2 separate regions of the Zea mays genome follow, and region 1 is linked to region 2. A link is a contact called in public Hi-C data. All regions are on one chromosome and are shown on one strand. The core of a region is the stretch at or near the end of the contact, and the rest is flanking DNA. Distances in the headings are between cores, read along the strand shown. Region 1 holds the start of LOC606477 (outward rectifying potassium channel 1). Region 2 holds the start of LOC100286124 (dynamin-2A).

Evidence for each region. Hi-C and Micro-C count contacts between places; a contact is called where the count stands out from the background.
Region 1: a Hi-C map of leaf shows a contact between it and region 2, with 4 times the contacts expected there. The contact joins the promoter of LOC606477 here to the promoter of LOC100286124 in region 2. A contact is called at or near these places in 2 of 25 Hi-C or Micro-C datasets (both in leaf).

What each region holds. Positions count from the first base shown.
Region 1 is chr6:126,408,086-126,414,579 of Zm-B73-REFERENCE-NAM-5.0, forward strand. It overlaps LOC606477 (outward rectifying potassium channel 1), which reads right to left and starts at 2,649. Exons shown (of 11, transcript XM_020539471.2): 1 at 2,220-2,649; 2 at 34-322. The coding sequence starts at 2,458.
Region 2 is chr6:126,138,465-126,145,011 of Zm-B73-REFERENCE-NAM-5.0, forward strand. It overlaps LOC100286124 (dynamin-2A), which reads left to right and starts at 2,386. Exons shown (of 22, transcript NM_001159012.2): 1 at 2,386-2,622; 2 at 2,748-2,798; 3 at 2,904-3,024; 4 at 3,137-3,241; 5 at 3,621-3,682; 6 at 4,437-4,554; 7 at 4,639-4,975; 8 at 5,136-5,283; 9 at 5,385-5,486; 10 at 5,566-5,685; 11 at 6,404-6,487. The coding sequence starts at 2,482.

The sequences.
Region 1 (6,494 bases), core at 1,399-3,898, 270 kb after region 2:
GGGGCAAGGAAGGGAGAGTGTGCATCATGTGACCTTGTAGATAGCGTCCCACGGGAGGCAACCAAGAAGGTCGAAAACGAAGCTCGATTTGCAGTAGCGGAGCGCAATGGCGGCGGGGCTGTAGACGACCCGGTACGTGTCTGGGTCACGGTACGCCACGAAAAACCTGACGACGATGTCGATGAGGAATGCAGTCTGCCCAGCTACGTCCAGGAAGAAGAGGTTCTTGGGGAGGCCTCTGAAGAAGCCGAATTCCAGGGGCGTGAAGAAGGAGCTGTACACCGCCCAAACCAGTATGAACTTGGTCCATAACCGGTACCACCTGAAGGAAACTCCAAAGTAATTTAATTTTTTTCACAGATTCAGTAACGTGTATCATACTTATGATGAAGGCAGTAACAAGATTTCACCATACGATTGTATATGAGTTAGCATCAATAACATTGTACAAGGTAAGTTTCAGTGCTATATCCATGGAGGAGCTCAAGGTGATAGCCACACCAATGGACCAATCGATTTAGGTAACTGGATATATAGTGCCTCGCCATTTCTGATATTTAGGTAAAGCAGGCTCCCAGTTGACAAAATATATATTGTCTCTCGTAACCATTAGCAAAAACAAAAGGGGGTGGGGGGTGGGGGGGGGGGATAAGGAGCCAAAGAAGCAAGGAATCGAATTTACCGTTTGAACAGAAAATTACATTTTGATGTTGTCATGCCGATTATATTCAGATAAAAAAATTGGTGTCATGCTGATGGTAAGTAGCCTGAGTAATTCTAACAAGTACTGAGCTAATTAGTAAGTAGCCTGAATATATAAAGAAGAAACGAATCCACAAACAATTGGCCTCATATATTCATATAACATATGTCACGCTGATGATGGGGTGGGTGGTGAAACTCCAAAATATGCGCGCTAACTCGGATTTGATTATTATGTGGGCGGGTCGCCGCTAACCCCGGAACCGCGGAAGTCCCAATCAATCAACCGGAATAGCGTAGCTGTCAAGGAACATCTGTGCATCAAGACAGCTATAACCCAGATGCTTCGTCATCAGCCAAGGATAAACTACCGGGGTAAGAGTCCGAAACAGCTCCTGGCATGCTGATGAAGATGGATTCTTTAAACCCATCCGTCCAGATCAGCCAGGTAACCAAATCAAACTCGGAGTGCTTAGCCTCCGCAGTTGTTGCCCGTACACCTGGTTGGCCTTCATATATGAGGAAGGGTGCTTTTATAAGCTACGTACTATAGGTATCCTATTGATTGTGATAAGCATGCAGACTGAGCGTTTCATTATGTATTAGAGTTATAAATAATGGTTGATCTTTTCCTGGTAACATCTAAGCACGCATGTAAAACCGATGCTGATAGCCCCGATATTGTAAAGCACAGGTTGACATGGTTGCATTAATCAATTCTAATAATATGTACAATCTAGCAAACATTATTCTTGTGCCGTGTGGATCCTAGGAAGCATATTTGCTGATCCTTATTTGGCTATATGTAGTGACTATATAGGTGGCAAAATTAAACTCTGCGTTCAGAAACGAAAAAGGGTGAAAAAAAAGAAAGTAATTTCGTGCCGAAAAAATAGCTAGCAGCGTGCAGTGATTGAATTAAAGCAAGGATAATATTCGTGTGGCCGTCAAAGCCTACCCCGTGACCGGGGGTGGCTGTCCAACTAGTAGCTTTGCGTAGCTGGCGAGCTCATTATCAACTACAACTAAAGCGTAGCGAGAAATTCGCGGCTGGGACTGGGATGCTGATATGATGCACGCTCTCGATCTGTTCACCGTCAGCTTCATGTCGCGCGCGTAGTGATCCACAACACGAACGTCAGATCGATCAGACCAAAAGCTTCAAATAGAAAAAAAATAAGGAATATTTCCGGCCGGGAGATTCACATTCCCCTGCTGCCCGGGGCATTAGTGGGTGGTAATTACCTACCAAAAACATAGTACACGCAGATGACGACGAAGTTTTTATATAAAATAGTAGTATTGGGTTTTTGTGGTCGTGATCGATCACACGATCAGTTCTGGCGATTCGCGGGAGCCATACGATCGGACCTACGCCGACCGATCTAGCGCGCCGCGTCGGACCTCGCCGGCGGCAGCTTCCAGAACAAGCAACAGGCATCGCGCGCGCGAAACCGGAAGCTTCGAAAGCAAATTATTAACGAGGTCGCGGGGTGGGAACGGCGTCGATCACGTACTTGTTGTCGGGGTGGATGACGAGGCCGTGGAAGAAGCCCTCGGCGGCGCCTTCCCCGGCGAGCGGGAGGCGCCTGCGGCGGCGCGGGCGGAAGCGGCCGAGGCGGAGCTCGGAGCCGAAGAGCGCGAGGCGGCTGCCGCGGGAGGAGGCGATGTGGTCGCGGACCACCTCCACCTCGTACTCCTCCTCCGAGGACTCCTCCTCCGCCACCCTCCGCTTCGACCCCAGCCCCCTCACCATTATGGCTTGCGGCGGCCGCGATAGGACGGGATCCCGAGTGGAGAGGGGGGCAGTGGCGGCGGCAGGCGGTGGTGGGGGCCACGGTCGGCCGCCTGCGAGCGTGCAGCGTGCGTTTGAACTTGGAGGGAGGCGGGGCTGTCATTTATAGGCGGAGCTCACCCAAGGGTGGGGCAGTAGCAGTAGTGGCCTAGTGGGAGGGGAAGCCGTGAAATGAAAAGGTTTTAAACCGCGGCGACGAACTGATGATGGGCGGTGCGCCGGGAGAGCGAAGATCCGAAAAAGAAAACCAGAGCGCCCAGGGGTTTCTATCATTAGAGATGTTTTATTTAAAAGAACATATCGTATAGACTTTGGTGCATATATGTTGTACATAAACTGACAAAATCTAAAAAATTATACATATTTTTTCCAACTTGATCCAATTATATAAAAAAATTCAAGTTCAAATTATTATTACATATTTTGTATTACAGCTAAAGTATAACGGATTTAACTTTGAAACTTTATAGATAATTGCAACAACTAATATGCAATCAGACCTTATGTGTAAGTGACAAGCGAACTTCTTAATAATTAGTCTGTTAGACCATAATCTAATTGTAGACATGATCGTGGTATAAATCTACATGAGCTGGTAGTGGAAGAGTTTAAGTGTTAAATGTGATACATGGTTGAATTATAATCTAACGAACCAGGAACCTCACTTGCACGCTTGCATAAGACTTGATTGCATATTAGTTGTTGACATATATACTTAGTGTAGGGTGGAAAGAATACATGAATTCTTTTAAGATTTTTTTGTTAACTTTGTTAGTTCATTTGCAAAATTGCAACACATATGCATCAAATGCTCGTGCACAACAGTTATGTTCCCCTTATTTAACGTTTTTGTTTAATTAGCGTGATCTATGTATGTATGAGTTTTAAATCTATGTCGGACAACCGTGGATGATGTTTCTTGTAACATTTTGTATTAAAAATGAAAAAAAAATACATTCTCTCGTAAATCGTAACCTTTTTTAATGCACAGTGTCGTATGGTGACGTTATAATCAAGACTACCGTACCACTATACAATGTTGTGTCGTTTTCGATATTTGCTAGGCCACATCGAAATAATTAATTGTCCTATATTTGTGTCCATAAAAGTGAAAGAAAGTAAACATAATGTACTAGCTAGCTAGTCTTGGATTGGATAATATTCAAATTAAACCCAAGCTATGTCGCCGTAACATTGTAGTTTTCTTCTACTGTACATCGGTCCCAAATTAAAGTTCGGTTTAGATTTTTAGTGGATCCATAATATAATAATTGATGTATATGTTTTGTATATGTGTAGATTTATAATCATTTACTTGAATATAGATATAAAAAAAATAAGAGCTAAAAGTGAATACTAATTTAGAATAGAGGGAGTATTACTTATTTCTCTACTACTATGAAGCACGGTTTCCCAGCACCATCATGTGTCAACACTTTAAAAAAAACTTATTCTTTTGATTAGCTCACGAAAGTATATCTGTTCAAACGTTCGGGTCGAGCCAGGTTCGGATCAGGTCACGAGTAGTTCAACACGGTCCGTATCTGGTGTTGGGTCAGGTTGACACAAGCTGGTAATAACCTGTGCAAGTCAAGTAGGAGGCTGCAGTGTACAGTGTACTCCCCCTATTCGGCTGATCGGAACGCCGGCAGTCTGCAGCTCATCAATCCTCAGAGTTCGGACACATCAATCACACATCATATCAGCGCCGAAAGTTTGTGCTGTCCGAGCCAACATGCATGGCCTGAGGGTACACAGGGCCTGCGTCGCGCGTGACCGACGCAGCACGAGGGTTTTCCGCTGTGAGCATCTTTTTCACCTTTTGATGACACGTTTCTGTCAACCACCGAATCATGTGACTGCATGATCTCCATTTTCAGATAGCAGGTTAATAAAATCGGCTGATCCTGCCGGTGGGTGCGGATGTGTCAACTGCGCCGATCTCGTCTTGTTCGTCGATTCAGGTTCATCAGACTTCCTTAAGTTTAAATTATATATATAACGTAGGATAAATTTTGTTTTAATAAATCATAAAATATATGTTTTCTATTAATTAGGTAGATGTGAATGTAGAGTCAACAATTAAGATTCAAATATTCACTTATACATAATTTTACCTTATTTTTTTACATAAACTCTCTTATTAAAGTAGTAGAGAAAAGATTGCAGGAGTGCGGGTTGATTCTAAAGATATGTAGTTTTTTTTAAAAAATATTGACGCGGGACAATCATTGAAACTATTGCTTTAATAGTAGAAATGCAGATAGAGAGCAGAGAAGTAGGTCAATTAAAAAATTTAGCAATATTTGTGTATTGATTATCAAGATGTATTTATTATAACAATACTAGTTCTACATCGTAAATATTAATATTTTTTCATACATTTAGTTAAAGTTAAATATATTTGTTTTTTTTAGAAAGGAGAGTGTGTATTTTTCATTTGACGGAGTGGCGTATTTAATTTGCCAGCTCATTGTCATGCCAACTCTAGACCACGGTGATCATATCATAGCTCTAGACCGGCAACAACTCAATCTCAACTCCCATTCTTTCTGCACTCGGTGAAAATCGACTCAATAGCGTGAAAATCGACTCAATAACATATTCAATGGCTTTTAATCTATCGTTAATCATGATCGAAGTGACTGAATTGTTAGATATTGGTGAGAATTTGTAAAGTTTATTTTTCTAGTGTGTACCTTGAAGTTGAGGTGGTCCCCGATTATTAAGGGTCGAGTCCTCTTCGAAATTAAAGAGAATCAAGAGAAAAATTAGTTTATTTTCTTCTAAATCCCTTTCAACTGTGATGTGTATTGTATTTTCATTTATGTTTTCTTTTCATATAGTATTATCTAAGGGTTAGACAAATTTTAGTTGTCGCAAAGTCAAACTTAAAACACCAGCTTTAGTTTCTTAACTGGTAATGTTGCACACATTCCTTGAAAAAATGAACATGGGCGTATATCTTCTAATTCCATTGGACCATTTAGAGCATGATTATGTTAGCTCCGTGTTGTTATTATATTATTTACAAACAAAATAATCGTTGAATCATAATCACGCACATACATAATGCATCATTGTATTGATATCAGGTTCATCGTGCCCTTATTATATTTGGGAAAGCTTGTTGAAGCTAACTTGCTATAGATGTGTAATCTTCGTATATCGTCCGAGCGCTTCGTTAATTTCAAAAAAATTACTACCTCCATTCTTGAATATTTGTTACCGTTAGTTCATTTTTAAACTAAAATGCGACAAATAAAAAAGAACGGAGAAAATATATAATTAAGTTATCAATTATAAATTACTTTCAATTTACCAAAATATTAACCAAATTTGTTGTGACTAAACACTAACTAAAATAGTTTCCCGTTAATCATTAAACCGCAATATATACATATCATACTTGTGCAGGAGGCAATACGATAACACATTTGCATAAGAAATCACTCAAAGGCAAAATGAATCAAGCAATAAAACAAAAGGAAAAACAACATACAATGTGTATAACAAATAAAGCTTCATAGAGATACATTTCAATATGCTATGAACGTACATAGTTTTAACGTTCAATAATAGTATATCTTAAAGAAATTTGGTTAGCACCATCTAATAACTACATAAATCACCATCCATTGCATAGGGTCGTCGAAGTCTTTACCGAACATATCACATAAATGTTTTGTTTCATCTCCTACATATTGGAAACTGAGAAAACTACACCGGGCATTTTGTTTCGCAACACCATGCAATACTTAAATGTTATTGTATGTTATTGTAATAAGCTTATAAAATCATGGAATGACATTTAACACTGAAATCTTGTTTCATTTTTCCCATCCTAGGCCTCTTTAGCTGATACAAAAGCTCTTAGAGCAAGTATAATATGATGATGTAAGCTTGCTAAATGGTTTACCACATCAGGGTTTTGCTAAGTTGAAAGAGAGAGAAGAAGCAGACTGCTAATTATTAGCCAACTCATAGCTGGCTATAA
Region 2 (6,547 bases), core at 1,136-3,635:
GTCTAGGCCCTCACGAACATGGTCCGGTGCTCCATTGGACCGATCTGGTGAGACCTAGACCAACACAACTTAGGCTCTTTTGAGCCTAAGTTCTCCAATCTTTTCGTCTCTTCTTAGAAGCTTCCCTACAACTTAGGCACAAATTATTAGTACTTAATCCAATGGACTAAGTTAGAAAAACTTACCTCTTTCAAAAATATTCGATTTAGTTCCCTATTTTGCTTACGCTAGGTCCAAAATGCACTTTTCTCTACAAAAAGAGTTAGAGACCAAATAAAAGTGCTAGAAACATTGCAATGAACATATGCAACATGTTTAAGCGTGTAAACCTCACAAATTTACCATTTCTCTTCAAGTTGCATTTTAGGCCTCCATTTAAGCTCTTTTGGACTTAATGTCTTCAAATTGCATTGTAGTAGACTTGTGCTCGTACTCATACTACACAAGTTAGTCCATGATGATGTGTTGAACACTTAATCACCAAAACAAGTAGAAATGGATGGTAGGCACATTTCCCTTTCAAGCTCTCTGCTCAAAACCGGTTGAAACCAGTTCTACCAACTTTGGAGTGCCATTCAACCATATTTTGCGCAGAAAGTTCAATAGTCACCCTCTTGAGAGAGCCACCTATATATATCCTATCCTCTCTCTCCCCTCATTTACTTTGGCTGCTCAACACATTTACTCCCCACCAAACTTCAAACAAGAGCTCCAATTCTCTCTCACACCCCAAATCTCGCGCTCTTCGATTGATTGAAGGAGCATTTTGGTGTGAGGTTTGAGTTCCTTGAATCCACGATTTGGTTTCCATTATCCTTCTCTTTTCTCCCTTATTTGAGCTTGTTGCAAACATCAACTCGTGCGAATGTGTTACTCTTGGAACCTAGTGTTCCTTGATGAGTGAGGTTGTTTAGGAGTCTCCGAATTTGTGGACGACCCTAAGAAGTTTGTATCACCTGCTTTTTGAGCTAATTTGAGAAAGGAACTGTCTTGACCTTCATGGTCGGCTAAGGGAGGATTAGGGTTAGAAAGGACCTGGCTCCTCGTGGGCTCCTCAACGGGGAGTAGGACACATTTGCGGTGTGGCCGAATCTCGGGATAAATCTTGTGTTCTTGTTGTGTTCATCTTTGTGATTTATCTTTAACAAGCAAGGAGTTGTGTGATTCTTCGCGCGTGTGGATTTTGTAGAGTTGCTTCACTTCCATAACATTTTCATCTAGATTGTCCCTAGAACTCGTGTCTAAAAGAAACTCTTATTATTATCCGCGTTGTTCTTGATTTAGATCTACTCTCGCAGTTGAACTGGTTCATAGTGGTTCAAGTGCCCCTGGTAGCGGTTGAACCGGCTAACAACAGTCTAATTGGTAATTTGACTTTATTTTGAAGTTTTTGGTGAAAATTTTAGGTATAGTCTATTAACCGCTCTAGGCTACCGAACCATTAGTCTTGTCTCTAGTTGTGTTAAGTTTCATGTAAAAAGATGATTTTATCCTTATTAAAGGTGGCCCATATAATTTGTTGTAATATATTTCAATAATAATTTGTAGTAAACTATTTTAATAAATACTTATTTTGTATTAAATTTTGTAATAAAAATTACTATCATTATTTATATTAAAACAATGTACTACAAACTATTTAAAAAATTATAAATGTAGAGATTTAAAGTTGAATGATCACAATATTTCAAAAAAAATAACAACGTTATTTTTATTACAACTTTAATACAAATTTAAGTGTTTATATTAAAATAGTGCACTTTAGATTATCATAGAAATATATTACACTTAACAACAAATTATATCTATCTTCAATAAAGGTAAAATCATATTTTTAGGGCTAGTTTGGAAACTCTATTTTTCCAAGGGAAAATGAACTAATTTTTTCTTGGAAAAAAGAAAATCCCTTCTGAAAATAGGGTTCTCAAAACTAGCCCTTATATAAAAATTATCCCGTTGGATATTAGAACTAATGGTAGTAGAACTAAATTTATATTTAATGTTATGTAGAAAAAAATATAATTTAAAGATCAAGAAAATAACCTGATATTTTTTAGTAGTAAATTGTCTAAAAAAGAAAATTTGGATCTATACCATTAGAAGATTACAACTTTAGACATATATTAATATATTATTGCTATCTCACTTACATGTAAGATTCACATGAGTCAATGACATATGGATCCAATAATCTAAAGTTACAATGGTAATTATTGCAAAAAAATAAAATAAATGTGCACCTTCGCAGCCAAGCAAGCAAACGAGTCCGTTGATGTGCTCCTCGCCTCCTCCAGTCCCACCTTCTCCGCTGTATGTGAGTCTGTCCCTCTCGTGTGTCGCCCAAATCCATCACCCCCCACGTCTCTCCCATCCCATCCCCGTGTAGATTTCAAATCCGCGTCAGAGCTCAGGTCTGGGTCTCCTCCTTCGCCGCCAGTTGCCTCCTCCAGTCGAGATCCGCCGTCGGGGAGACCACTGACCATGGAGGCCATGGAGGAGCTATCGGAGCTCGCCGAGTCGATGCGCCAGGCGGCGTCACTCCTCGCCGACGACGACCCCTCCGACGACGCCGCGCCGCGTCGCCCCACCACCTTCCTCAACGCCGTCGCCCTCGGCAACGTCGTGAGTATCGGTCCTCCGCCGTTCTCAGCACACTAGACCCCTCGCGATCTGCTCCTGCTGCTAGCGTGCCGCACTACTGCTCGTGTGACCCGATCTGATCTTTTCCGATCCGTTTGTTCATGTAGGGCGCTGGCAAGTCGGCCGTGCTGAACAGCCTCATCGGCCACCCGGTCTTGGTGAGCTCCTACCTCCTAGCCGAGCAGCTTAGTTCCCTTTCGTCCCTTTTCCCTTGTCGTGCTGTGTTTTTTACTGGATTTGGATGGTATTGGTGTGCGGTGCAGCCGACGGGGGAGAACGGGGCGACGCGGGCGCCGATAGTGGTTGACCTGCAGAGGGAGCCGGGGCTCAGCAGCAAGTCCATCGTGCTGCAGATCGACAGCAAGTCGCAGCAGGTTTCCGCAAGTAAGTTGGATCTCGTGGCCGTGCTTCATGCATCTATTAGCGAGTTCTGGAAGCTTGGGACTGAGCCTGATCTTGACCTTGAAATTTCCTGGTTCGTTCTGCTGTGCTGCAGGTGCTCTCCGGCATTCACTGCAGGACAGACTCAGCAGGGGAGCATCTGGTGGATCAGGGAGGGGCCGTGTTGATGAGATTTACCTCAAACTGCGGACCAGTACAGGTTTGTTTGTGCTGCGAGTAGTATAACCATTTAAGCAACTATGCAGCTGTTTTTCTTTCCGTTTCACCAGCATCGTACAGAACAAGGTGTTGAGTATATGCTCATACTTTTGGTGATGGTGTAAGGTGTTGAAAAATGATATGCGTAAATTGAACGATGATGAAATAACAGCTGGGATATGTATGCTTGTGAGTTTTGCACGCTCTGTGTTGGCAAGTTGCCTGTAGAGCAGTATAATCATTTACGGGTACATGTTTATATGTTCTAACATTGGTGAACCCACACATAATTTCTGTACTAAATATGCTTTGTTAGTTTGCTTTTATTTGCTGTGCTGCTTTATGAAATCCTCACCGTATTTTTCTTGCCTTTTGTTCAGCTCCCTCATTAAAGCTGATTGATTTACCTGGGATAGACCAGCGAGCTGTTGATGATTCCATGGTAGGTATTTGAATTATTTCTAAACTATTTTTGCTATACATAGATGCTTAGAGATTAGGTGTAGTGCTGATTAACTGGTTGCACCATAATATCCACAATGAACTTTCATCAGACCATTGGAGCTGTTGATGATTCCATGGTAGGTATTTGAATTATTTCTAAACTATTTTTGCTAGACATAGATGCTTAGAGATTAGGTGGAGTGCTGATTAACTGGTTGCACCATAATATCCACAATGAACTTTCATCAGACCATTGAATCTTGAAACACAAGCTACACATTTTATCTTGGGACCAATAAAAAAACTTGACCTGCGCGGGTAAAACAGCCCCATGTATTGCATTAAGAAGTCCTTATGCAAGTCAAGAAAACCATTGGACCCATGTCCTACCCATACACAGCGGCACCGTAGCTCATATGAGAATGACCACAGCCAGGGCTGGGTCTTAGAGTTGTGCTTTGGTGTAGAACTGGTGAGGAGATTTTTAACCTCAGTACGAAATTATCTCTCACAGGGAGTCGAACTCAGGACCTGATAAGTGCTACTCTGACCACCTAACCAACTCAGCTAGAGTCCCTTTCGCATCTTAGGACCACTAGAACATAGCTTTCGTTTCTCTGCAGCTTGTTTCATTTTATTTTATAGTTTTTGAATTTTCCTTACACATTGTACTTATGGAGATCACATCTAGTTCTTTTAAGGCCATCAATTTGCTTACTCTTTAGCGGAGTGCTGATTGTTTCTTACTTTAGATCAATGAGTATGCTGGGCACAATGATGCAATACTGCTCATTGTCATACCCGCAATGCAAGCTGCTGATGTTGCATCATCTCGAGCTCTGAGGTTGGCCAAGGATATCGATGCAGATGGTCTGTCTTATCTTAAAATATCACGGTAATTTCATTGCCATTGTATTATAGAAACTGATGTATTTTCATTCACTGTAACTGTAGGGACAAGAACAGTTGGTGTTATAAGCAAAGTTGATCAAGCAAATGGAGATGCAAAAACTATAGCCTGTGTTCAGGCCCTACTGTCAAACAAGGGCCCAAAAAACCTTCCTGACATTGAGTGGGTTGCTCTAATTGGACAATCTGTTGCAATTGCGTCAGCACAATCAGTTGGGTCTGAAAACTCACTAGAAACAGCCTGGAGAGCTGAAGCTGAAAGCCTGAAAAACATCTTAACTGGATCTCCTCAGAATAAGCTTGGTAGAATTGCTTTGGTTGACACAATTGCTAAGCAAATCCGTAAAAGAATGAAAGTGCGGGTTCCTAACCTATTGAGTGGGTAAGAATTATGTCTTGTTCTTCAGTAACATTGTATCTGCTATGTGCCATCTAATACTTAGATATAAACGCTATATATTGGGACACAAATTCTTCTCACTATGATGGTGTTAATTCATATTTTGCTAAAATGAAACCCACTTGTTGTGCTGCAATTTCAGACTTCAGGGTAAGTCTCAAATGGTGCAAGATGAACTGGCAAGGCTGGGAGAATCTATGGTACAAAGTGCCGAAGGAACCCGAGCAGTTGCTTTGGAGCTGTGCCGAGAATTTGAGGACAAGTTTCTTGCTCACATAACATCTGGTGAGGTTAGTAATGAACTTACACTTCAAATTTGGTTATGTGGTTATACCTCCTAGATAGTTGATAATGATGTCAGTAACAAAGTTTACTGTTTTTAATGTAATAGGGATCTGGATGGAAAATTGTTGCAAGTTTTGAAGGCAAGTTTCCAGACAGAATTAAACAGCTACCGTTGGACCGACATTTCGATCTCAACAACGTCAAAAGGGTATGATCACTTCCAATTTTACATTGAGCTCTGGTTGGCAGTTAGCACATGATTAAACACATTTCTCTCCACACAATAGATTGTCTTGGAAGCAGATGGTTATCAACCATATTTGATATCTCCAGAGAAAGGGTTGAGATCCTTAATAAAAATAGTACTGGAAATGGCAAAGGAGCCATCACGACTATGTGTTGAAGAGGTACGCCCCAAATAATCAGTAAGAAAATAAACCACCAGAATTATGTGTTAGCTTCTACACATTTACTTTTGTTCTCCCCTACCCCTCAAGAGACAAACAATGAAGAAGAATATTAGCTGCGTTTTGAACTATTGTAGTCTACACTCATCCCAATGTTTTATTGTGCTCTACAGCACTGCTAAGACCACTCTTCCAGGCCCAATGATAAAAACTACCTCCGTCCCAAAAGGAAGGTTTGAATCTGGACAAATTCTAGGTCCCGATTTGGCACTAGAATTGCACTCTTTTTGGGGCGGAGGGAGTACCTTATAAATTGAAGTTTAGTTCTCATCGTCATCGGATGCATTTGGATGATGTGTATTTTTTTACCTGTTCTACTTCTTGCTCTTGCCTACTTAATTTTAGTTTTTAAAATCGAGGTTGAATTTTGTGTACCATGACTAATATCCCTCAGCTGTTAGCTAATAACTACTAGTGCATGCCATATTTATCTAGAGGAAGTTCTTTATGTCCATTTAGGTTTTGGTCTATCAAGTGTTTTCTATGTGCTAGTATATGTACTGCCCTCTTTGCTCTTTGATATTGTCTTTGTCAGTCATGTTTTATGTATATTGTTGTGAAGTTCTTTGTGTGTATACATAGTGAAGTAATACTATATATATAGTTTTAGTGCACATCTTGCCTCTTTCCACAGGAAACTAATTTGACATTCAATTAGGTTCATCGTGTATTGTTAGACATAGTCAATGCTTCCGCAAATGCCACACCAGGACTTGGGAGATATCCTCCATTCAAGCGTGAGGTATCACCTTTTCTGTTTCACACATTTTTTCCTCTTTCTGCTTGTTGATAGTGTGTTCTG